2 separate regions of the Mus musculus genome follow, and region 1 is linked to region 2. Evidence: chromatin contacts called from public promoter capture Hi-C data. All regions are on one chromosome and are shown on one strand. Each heading gives the region's core, a stretch centred on a gene start, on an enhancer-like site or on the middle of the called end of the contact. The rest is flanking DNA. Distances are from core to core; before and after follow the strand shown. Region 1 overlaps Pknox2 (Pbx/knotted 1 homeobox 2). Region 2 holds the start of Slc37a2 (solute carrier family 37 (glycerol-3-phosphate transporter), member 2).

Region 1 (5,346 bases), core at 2,621-5,120, 320 kb before region 2:
TAATTTCTCATGTTCCGCTAGGTTTCCTATGGCTACCCTATTCGGCTACTGAAAGAGTGACTTCTGGGGTTCCCTCTATATTCGCAGTAAGTGAAGCATCCTTCATCCTATGTGTCTAATTTGTGTTGTTTTGTCTCTAAGAGAGAATAAAATGCTGATTTATTAAACAACTTTTCCCCCAAATGGTCTGGATCATAGAAACTTACTCCAAATCCTTCAGCATATTGACAATGCCCCTTTATTTTATTTTTAAAAAAGATTTTAGTTTAGTTTTGATTATGTGTACATGTGTGTGTGAGAGAGAGAGAGAGAGAGGGTTTGAACACGTGAGTGCAGATACCCACAGAGACCAAAAGAGGGCACTGGATCCCCTGGAACTAGAATATAGGTGGCTGTGAGCTGTCCAGTGTGGGTGCTGGGAACCAAACTCAAGTCCTCTGAAAGAGCAGTGAATGCTCATAACTGCTGAGCCATCTCGCCAGCCAGAATGCCACTAATCGAACACCACCACTGAGTGTAAAGAGTGTGCCCTTAGTTTCCACTCCCCAGGTTTCGGTGTGTCAGCTTCTCTCTCCCCATTCTGTTTCAAAATAAAAAGTCTGCTTTCTTTGAAAATGGCCCTTTCAAAACAGCAAATCAAGATGCAGCCTCACACTGCAGTATCATATACTCCCACAGTCCCAGGAAAGTATCCAAGGCAGGGACAACTTATTTCCTAAAAAGCAGCATGCTGTGATGTCCTGAATTTATTATTTGTTACCTGGGCATTTTGGAGAATAAGCCTTATCTATGTAATTTATGATAATACCTACAGTTTAAAATTGTTATGAATATTGAGTAAGATCTTTTTGTAAACGTTTCTGGTATGTAACCCAGGTGTTTAATAAATGTCAAATCCTTGTCTTCATGCCCACACAATGGCCACACACAGCTTCAAGTTCTTTTCTAAATGGTCGCCCCTCTTGTAGGTTTTGGCCTCTTCATTTGATGATGGCGACTCCTTGTCTCTCAAAACATCTGTAAACACAGCAGTTTACAGCTTGCAAAAGGCTTCTCTCCCCATTATCTTATTTGAGTCTCTTCACCTCAGGGATACAGGCAAGATTATCCATCACTCTGCTAAAGATAAGGGAACAGGAGCTCGGAGATCAGATAGCCTGCTCCATTCCTTGCCTTGGGGGCAAGCTCCTTCCATTTTCTCTTTCTGCAGATTGGGAAGGTAGGTGCTCTTGTAGGGAAGAAGTTTATATATGCACATTTCTAAAGTGTGTGAGCCTGACATTTCCTGGGGGTCACTGGAGCAGCCAAAGCTAAACCATAATGAAGAATGTTTTCAGCCTGCACCAGCCTGGCTTGGCCAGTTGGGAGTGCCGGGTCACTAGAATAAAAAGGGGAACACAGAAGAAAGGTGAATGTCAGGGGCTGGAGGATTGCCAGACAAATGGATATTTTATGGAAACTACCGTGCATGGCAAGTTAAAGCACATTTGTGTCGAGGACTGGCACTTCCACTTGGATGGTGTCAAAATTTGGAGAAGCAGTGAGGGACTAACCAGAGATCACAGGCTGAGCCTCTCCAGTTAGACAAACTTTTTTCAAACCCAACTAAAGGTGTAACTTCTTGGCTACAGTATTCTTGGTCCTTGATTTCTCTCTCTACTAAATGGGGATAACAGCTCCCTGCTGGGCTTGAACGAGAATCTGAGGAGACGAGTGGGGAACTCAAGGAGATGGGTTTGGAGGCTAAGAGGTTTCTGTCTCATACTTAGAACAATTCGTAATCTCTGCACTTTCACTTCCTTAGCTATGAGATAATAGTGACACACTGGTCAAGGGGTGATTGAGCTCAGTGGCAAGTGCCTGCCTAGCACATGCAAGGTTCTCCGTTGACCTCCAACACCACAAAATAAATACAAAGGGGCTCTCAGTCATGGTGAGGATTGAAGGAAATGTAGTTAGAAAAGAAGTAAAGCAAAACCTGACTCCTCTCCTAGAAATCTCTCTCTCTCTCTCTCTCTCTCTCTCTCTCTCTCTCTCTGTGTGTGTGTGTATGTGTGTATGTGTATGTGTGTGTATGTGTATGTGTGTGTATGTGTGTGTATGTGTATGTGTATGTGTGTGTATGTGTATGTGTGTGTATGTGCATGTATGTGTATGTGTGTATGTGTATGTGTGTGTATGTGTGTGTGTGTGTATGTGTGTATGTGTATGTATGTGTGTGTATGTGTATGTGTGTGTATGTGTGTGTGTGTGTGTATGTGTATGTGTGTGTGTGTATGTGTGTGTGTGTATGTGAGTTTAGAGTTGGAGCTGCATTTCACAGCTTCGTTCTCTGCTCTGTTTTGTTCATAGTTGCATGATCCCATGTGTTATCTTACTTCCTAACATGAGGACTGCAGGGCTGGAGAGATGGTTCAGATGGTAAATCGCTTGCTACACAAGCATTAGGACTTGAGTTCTATACTCAGCACTCACATAAAAATGATGGGCGTGGTGGCCTGTGCTTATAATCCCAGTGCTGGAGGGCTGGAGACAGAGGGTCCCTGGGATGTTTGGATAGCCAGTGTAGCAGCCAGGCCACCAGAGATAAAACCACACACACACACACACACACACACACACACACACACACACACACACACAGACAGTATGCAAGAGAGAGAGAGAGAGAGAGAGAGAAATTGAGAAGGGGAAGTGGTCTGAGAATTGAAGCAAGTGCCTCCAGCAAAATGGGGATAATATTGTTAATATTAATATTAAGCTTTGTGAGTTTTAAATAAGATAATAGATGCAAATAACTTAGGATAGCACCTGGTACCTGTAAGTGGTCTATAAATGTTAATTATCATCATCATTGATATGCTTATTTCTCTTGCTGTTTCTGGTGTCTGTGAGGTTTTCAGCTCCCTTCTAGGCAAGAGCCTGGACTGGAGGATAAGGTGAGTGACTCTCAGATCAGGGCTTGCTGAGGTCTCTGTGGGCCTACAGCTCTGAGCTGGTTCCTTCAAGTGACTCCTCACTCCTAGCCTCTGGCCTCCAGGCCTGCCTCTTCAGAGTAGGCCCAGGGGCCTGGGAGGCCCCATTTTGGAACTGGCTTTGCGGTCAGGCAGCTATAATCTGTCCCTGGAGCCACACCAGAGTCTCATTAAAACGTGCCCCATAAATGTTAAAAAATTTACACATAAAAAAATTCCATGCATGAAACTGAAACCGTACGTTTTACAGCCTTAGTTTGAAATCTTGCATAATATATAAAACCTTGGCCTTGCACCGGGGGCCCGTAAATCAGATTTTATAAAACAAAAAGCTTTTACCTTTCAAAGGGGTTTGGGGAACTTGCAAATTTTACAAACTTTACCAAGTGCCAGTCAGAGGCTGCTAGGCCCAGGGAGGGTGTCGGATCTGGAGGCCAGGTTAGAAAGAAGCATGGTGTAGGAACTGTACTATATCCCAGAGGGGTCACCAGGGATTCCTGATTTAACCACCTGAGAATAGAAAGCTGCCCCCGAAATGGATCTGGGGAAGGTCCTAGTCGGGGCTCCAAGGAGATATTGGTTTCATTCTCTTATGTGAAGGCTTTATTGTCACCAGGGAGAGGCGGAGTGTCAGTGGGAGAGGCACAAAATCAGGAGTCAAAGACCAGGGTTCTCTTCTATGGACGTGAGGATCGCTGTGAGTAAAAGGAGATGGGAGTGGACATCTTTCTAAGGTTGGGTTTCTAACCCCAACCTTTTTGTAATTACGTTTTCCTCACAGTAGAGGCGCTGTGGAGCAGCAAGCTTCCAGGATTCCCTCCCTCAGAAATCTCTAACTTGGATCCTCTCTCAGAAATTTGGGGCGGTACTGGGAGAGCTGACTCAGCTGTTTCCATGGAGACTTGTCAGGAAAAGCGGCTCTGGGAGACTGTGAGGAGCACGGGAGGGTGTGACAGGCAAAGAGCTACAGGGAGGGAAGGAAGAACGGGGCTTCCCAAGAGGTGGGAGAAAGCAGGGGAGGGTCAGAGAGGGGCTGGAGGAGGGTGTTCAGAGGGGCAAAGATTTGGGGGAATCCAGTGCCCTCCCGACAATCTCATCTATGAAAGTCAATATTCAAGGGCAAAGGAAAGCTGCCCTCACACACACATATATAAAAAATAAATCTCTCAATTATCTCAGCTCATTTGCTTGGGGTCCCTCATTTTATGTCCCTGCTTGGCTGCGCAGTATATCTGTCCGGAGAAAGAGTTACAGTCCGTTGGGCTACGTGTGCGGGGTTGTAAAAAATACAGATGCCAAATTAACTGGCTGTGGCACTCGGTAGCTGATTGAGCTGGTAATAACGGGATCTGACCTTTTTCTAATTTCTAATTATGTGCATCTCGGCTGTGCTGGCGACATGATTCTTGTCCTAATGATGGCTCCTGTGCTTGGCCTCTGTGTCTCCTCCTTTTGACATAGGGCTAGGAACCAATGGCAAAGGGGACTGTTGGATTTCCCTATCCTACCCTAAACGTTTCAGGCTCCTGACCATGGTGTGTCTTTGACAGCCAGGAGGTAAGCCTGTGGATCTAGAACACGATACCACATTGAGATGAATTTTCAGATGCAAAACATTTTTAAGGGCCAAGTCTATGAGCCATCCAGTTAATTTATCCCAGTCGCATGAGTTGGGTATAGTTAGCTGTATAGATGAGGAAACTGAGCATCAAGGGGTTCGGTCACCAAGGTCCTACCGAGAATAAATACTGACGCAAAGCTCATTACATGTGTGCACGCGTGCAGTTACCCTTTCTCAAGCATATCCTGACTTTTTGAAAGAGCTGTCTCTTTGCTCCATAGCTGCCTGAGGCTAAATTTGAGACTTTCCTTTCCAAATTGCAAAGTCTCCTAATTCCAACTAGCTGAGGAGCAGGGCAGGGCTAAGTTAGCCTGGCCCTCCACCAGCTGGAGGACCAGCACACTGGAATCTTCGAGACTGCAGCCAGGGTTCGATGCCTGCTAGGGAGGGAAAGAGCCAGGGATGAGCAGAGGTAGACTTGGGAGCTTTCACTAATATTCCTTGCAGCCAGTAAGAGCTTCTTCCCCGTCTGAGCCCTGCTCCCACTTTTAAATCATCACCAGACCGCAAACCTCCAGGCCAGTGTGGGTTCTCCAGGTAGCATCCAGTGCAGTTCTTCACAAAGTACTGCACTGGATGCCAATAATAGCGGCAATGTGAGTAATTTTCAGTCCAGAATAATGCCGAAGTCAGCCATCTGCCCTGTAGATGTACTGAATATGTGTGTGTGTGTGCACACGTGTGTACTCATGTATATGTGTACATGTGTGTGTGAGAACATGTACTTTCTTTTATAGTCACTTTTATTTC
Region 2 (5,554 bases), core at 1,671-4,170:
CAGGTAAAATCTGGTAAATCTTGGCATCTTATCTCAGGGCAGTAAATAGTAAAATATCTATTTTTAAAAAAACAATGCACGGCTACTTATGAAAGAATGGGGAGGGTTCTCTCCTGAGCTACGTGTCTCTACGCTCTCAATCCGCCATCCAACAAACATGGATCAGGTAATGCAGTTTGTGGAGCCCAGCCGGCAGTTTGTAAAGGACTCAATTCGGCTGGTTAAAAGATGCACCAAACCCGACAGAAAAGAATTCCAGAAGATTGCCATGGCTACAGCTATAGGATTTGCTATCATGGGATTCATTGGCTTCTTCGTGAAACTGATCCATATACCCATTAATAACATTATTGTGGGTGGCTGAGTCCTTCTCATCATGGGACGAGTGAGCCAGAGCGGGGGAAAGGGCATGAAGTAAAGCGTTGCCTGAATGCTGTGTGGTGTTTTGTTTCTTCCTCCTTCCTATGAGGTTTTCTACTTCTCAATTAAAATAATTTCAAAATAAACACTTTTTCCATAACAGAAAAAAAAAAAAAAAAAAAAAAAAAGAAAGAATGGGGCAAGCTCAGTCGGCAGAGCACTTGCTGCACAAGCTGAGCATCATCCTCAGCGCCCACCTTAAGGCCTGACAAGGTGGCGGCTGCATCTGTGCCCCCAGGCCTGGGAAGGCAGAGACAGGCTGGAGCTACTTAAAGCTCCGTGGAACTCGCTGGTAAGTTCCGGGTCCCAGTAAGAAACTCTGTCTCAAAAACTAAGATGGATGGCTGCTGAAGGCAGACATCTGAGGTTGACTTCTGGCCTCACAGAGACACACATGCACCACCACTGCCAAAGGACGGGGACGGACACACACCTTAAATTTTTCTTAAAAAGATTCCTTATGAAAACTCCCAAGAGCACTGATCATGACCTATTTGGTTAATTAATGTTTTTGCTGTACATAAGTAAACCATGAGATTAGATCTAAGGAGACCCACTTTATTGTGTGATCAAAATTTTTTCTTAGAGATTAAAAAAAAACAAACCTGAAATGGAGTCTACAAAGAAAAGGATGTTTTACAGAGAGAAAACTTTCCAGATTATCTGACTCTAGTCTGTCATTTATCCTGATTTTAGTTTTTCTTGACATTGAGCAATTTTAGTCTCTGAAGTTGCAGCTAATTGATAAGTCATATAAAATATGTCCACTAGTGAGACAGCTTCAAGAGTCTTAATGTATAAATGAGCTTATTTATATTATGCTTTTTAAAATTGTGGTAAAATATACATAGCACAAAACCTTATCATCTCAACCACCTTTAAATGTAAAGTCAGGGCAGCTAAAGTCAGGGACAGCAAGTGTACTGTGCGCCCATCGCTACCATCCACATCCACCTTACGGCAACTCTCCCCTCCCCTTGAATTCTCTTTCTACCCAATTATGACATCTTCTAGCTCCTTCATTATGAGGGCAGTACACGCTCTCACTCTCGTGTTCATCTCCTTTTGAGAGACATTTTCTCTCTTTCTGAAAACATAAAACTGTTTAATAGTTCCAAATGTAGAAAGGACCACATAAACCATCTAAAGAATGTTTTAGATGATTATTAGCCTGAGAGACCTTGAAACAAAATGACTTATTTTAAAACCAGGCCAAATTGATGACTAAGTATCTGCCCAATCTGACCCTTAGTTTAGTTTGAGAATTTAGATTTGAGATTGCTGTGTCATCTGTTTTGTTTTTGTTTTGTTTTTTTTAGAAGCCAGCAACTGGCTATTTTGTTAAGTTTTATAGTTTATAAATGACGGTAACTAACAAAATGTTTTAACACTCTTCCTTCCCCACCTCTTGCAGACCAAGTACACTGCTCCAAAAGCTCAATGGAGATTGGCTAAAACCTCTTCTCCCAGCACAAGGGTGACCTTGTGGTCCTGGGAGCAGCTGCTGTCAATGCCAGCTCATGCTTTTAAGGGTGACCACCCAGTGTTGGAGCAGCTGCAGCTCTGATCCCAGAGATCTTGCCCTAGCTAGGTATCCCTGAGACTGGAAGGGTCAGACAGGCTTAATAGAACCAGTGATTTCTGGCTTGTTAACTAATCTAATCAATAGGGGCCTTAAGCTCTCTGGCTCCATTTATATTCTACCAGTTCTTGGCCTGGGTTCCTCAAAGGCAAATCCGGATCCTCCAAATACACAGATAAGACTTGGAGGCACTCCACAGGTACCCGCTTGTGCGCTTGTGTTTGCAGATACGGGGTGGCAAACCAAAAAGGATGAAGACTCCTAGGCACCCTGTTTGTTCTTCACCGGGGTTAGACAGAAGTCTGGGCTAATGTGGAATTAATAGTTCTGTGTTACTAAACTTCCACGCCTGCGCCACCGAAGGAGCCCTGCCAGATAGAACTAGAACCCCATCCCCCACTCCAGGGACAAGCAGAAACATCCGCCGCCCGAGCAAGTCTCTGCGCGTCTTGGCAGCCTCCCTCCCCAGCCCTGCTCACCAGCTGTCCCTAGAGAAGGCGCGAAGGAACCAGACACCAGGAGCCAGGGAGGACCGCATCTTGAGGCGCCGGCACTCGAAGCTGAGACTATGGAGGGTGCAGAGCCGGCGCGCGTCCCGGCCAGCGGCGGCAGCGATTTAAATGCCCCGCCGACTGGCCCGCCCCAGGCAGGCCCATGGCCAGAGCCTCCGCCCCTTGAACATGACCGGCCTGCCCTCTAGGTCGCGCCGAGTGCAAGTCCTAGCTATCCCTCTGTGCTCACTAGCCACTGTTTTCTATGTACTGCCATCTGTTTTCTCGAACTTTCTCTCCTAGTCAGAAACCAGCAGTCTTGAGTTTCCTGGGGCTCCTCTTTCTTGTCTGGGCTTTTCCATTTCACTACCCACGAGGGGATGGGGAACTGAAAACAGCAGTCCTACAAGTCATCAACTCTGTGTGACGTTGGGTTTCCTGCAGTGCTACCTGTCTTGAGCAGTTCTGTGCCCTGACACAAAGCAAATCCGGTGCTCTGTGTAAGTGAACGCAGTGGGACCACCGCGCTGACTCATGATCTGCGGGCTCTCTTTGGGAGCCCTGGAAGTGTCTCAGGGAGGAAAATGATCCCCAAACCCACCTCTCAGGTTCTGGTTCTGCTTGCTCAGACGAATCTGAGTTCACTGAGTCTGCTGGAGCTTTCCTAAAGCTCCACTAGCCAGTAACTAACTATGTTGCCAATACTCCAATCTCCACTTTCCAGGCACGCAGCCAGGTGGCAGTGAAGAGCTACAAGGGTCTTCCGTGCTCATAAAAATGACTGCCTCTAGCTTAAAGATTCAGAGTAAATTTCCACCTATAAAAAGAAGCTGCGACGAGATTCTTGTGTACGAAACCAAGGGCAAAATACTGAGGGTGGAAAGGGAAAGTATTCGCCTCAAAAGTAAACTTTTTAATAGTACATAAAATAGGAATGGGTTTAGCCCTTACCCCACCCACTCCTAACTCTTAGGAGTGTCCAGTATTCAGAGCAAGGTCAAGGAGGTGCAGTAACAACTCCACCAAACAGTGGACTCAGGATAATGGGCTTGGCTTGTCAGCCCTGGTATCAAGCAGAAAAAGGGTAAGCAGAGTTATAAAACCCTTGGATAATACCAGCAGTTGGGAGTATGGGTCTAGTGCCAGAAATAAAGGCAACAAGTCAAGGGCAGGGGTAAAGGATTAGAGGAAGGAGAAGGCAATAGGCAGGAGGCACAAATGCCATGTCGTGTAAAATGCTGGAAACCAAGAGTATCATGTAGTACAATTCAGTGAAATCCCTAAGTACAGGGTCTAGGGAGATGGCTCAGTAAGAGCACTTCCTGTGCAAGCATGAGAACCGGAGTTTGAATCTCCAGCATGCACATAAAAAAGCAGGCATGGCTGCCCAGGCCACTGACCTCAGCACTAGGAGAGGAAGACAAGTAGAGCTTGAAAGCCTCACTGGCCAGCCAGCCAGCCCCCCAAACCGAGTGTCTGTTATTCAGTAAGAAACCCTGTTGTAAGACAATAATGGAGAATGACAGAAGACACTCAGGGTCCTATTCTGGCCATCATATGTGCATACACAGGCAAATGTACCAAATAAAATAGACATACATACACACACTAAATAAATAAACTCCACATCCCTTTTTTACCATTTAGTGAAGTGGGGCATACATGGGTATCAAAATAGGTAACATGACTTTAAGCTCTCATCTGCCCTGGGCACTTCAAACCCAGGTGGCAAACACTCCTGATTAAACAGAAGACACACAGAGTGAGCTGGCATCCTCAGAATGGCAGCTACTGATTTCTAGAGGACTAAGAGAAGGATCTGGTTGCCATACAAATGAACCAAGGAAGCTGCAGCCATGCGAGGTTATTCAGTAAGTAGACATCAGTGGAAGAATGGAGAGACTATTGCCAGCGCTTCTGTGGTGCTAGCTAGACTTCAGCAGTGGAAGACAGCTGTCTCTCCACTTGAAAGATAGTCACACTGTTTGTTTCACATGCTTTTCTAGAGGTGTGCTGGTATCTTCCATAGTTGCATCTGCTGAGTGCTGGAACTGTACGGTGCTCATAAGCTCTTACTCTAAGTGCTCTGAGGCTGTAAGAGTATGTATGCCCCATTATGTGCCAACAAGTACTAAGGAGCAGAGCTCAAACAGTCTTTGCTGCCTATGGATTCGAGCCATGACTCCCTGTCCAGGCATTAGGATGGCACATGGGGCATGTCTATCACTTGCTCCTGTAGGTGACCTGGATGCTCTCTGCTTCCTGCTGCTTGAGACTGACACAGAGGGATATTACAACCCAGGTAATCCTTCTCCCCACTAACAGCACCTCTCCACTCCTGTCTCATCTTCCTGTTGTATCTGACACCCCCACACAGCATGTTCTCAAACCCTGTGAGATGTGACCGGTGTTTGAAGAAATGAGGAAGGGAGGAGCCACTCAGTCAGCCACCAAAGGAGAAGATCCTAACTCCTGACCGGCAGCCCTCTAATTACTTGGTTCAGTATTAGGCACGTGGGATGAAGACACTCAATGGTATTAGCCATTTTAGCCACCAAGTATCAGTTTCAGCTGCTTCTGAGTTTCACTGATCACCCATGCGACTTTCTAGGCTTTCTGTTTAGCAATGAGTGTCTTCCTTGGTTTTATGGATGGGATAAAAGGCCTTGAATGCTCCTGAATATTAGCGACCAAATGCCAAAAGAAGTTACTAGGCTGAAGAACATAAAATATCAGCACACACACACACACACATAAGCATTACCTTAAAAATGCATTTCCCTTCTTCCATTTCTGTCTTATAAAGCAGACAATAGAAGAACTTTGTCTCAGGAGATGTGACCCAATGGGCAGGAAGTCAGGATATTGGAAGAAATATAATACTAGGATTTTTTCATTGAGAGATGGACACTAAAAGTACAAAACACTACTTAGAGTCAGGATCGATTCTTATTCTCAGTTTCCATAGCTACAAAACATGGACAGTAACACCTGCAGTATGAGGCAGATGTAAGAACTATAAGTTACTTATATGAAAATGTGTAATAGTGCCTGACATGTT

Evidence for each region. Promoter capture Hi-C pulls out the DNA fragments that hold promoters and counts their contacts.
Region 1: a contact with region 2 is called in a promoter capture Hi-C map of second pharyngeal arch cranial neural crest. The contact joins the enhancer-like site here to the promoter of Slc37a2 in region 2. A contact is called at or near these places in 13 of 39 promoter capture datasets (the 3T3-L1 cell line, 3T3-L1-derived adipocytes, the C10 cell line and 8 more), 7 of 115 datasets of contacts at active chromatin or transcription factors (double positive thymocytes, embryonic basal ganglia, embryonic stem cells and 2 more) and 3 of 9 other capture datasets (adipose tissue, liver and pancreatic islet).

What each region holds. Positions count from the first base shown.
Region 1 is chr9:36,930,076-36,935,421 of GRCm38.p6, forward strand. The region is part of intron 6 of Pknox2 (Pbx/knotted 1 homeobox 2); the gene reads right to left. Among named protein-coding and RNA genes, the nearest start is that of Gm34652, 41 kb to the right of the region's middle. Within about 2 kb of position 3,871, at least 96 of the 459 cell types and tissues checked have an H3K27ac peak or open chromatin away from gene starts, as enhancers often do. A contact at or near this core is called in embryonic basal ganglia and second pharyngeal arch cranial neural crest, where this site is marked.
Region 2 is chr9:37,252,818-37,258,371 of GRCm38.p6, forward strand. Slc37a2 (solute carrier family 37 (glycerol-3-phosphate transporter), member 2) reads right to left here and starts at 2,921. Exons shown (of 19, transcript NM_001145960.1): 1 at 2,482-2,921. The coding sequence starts at 2,540. It also overlaps the pseudogene Gm10177.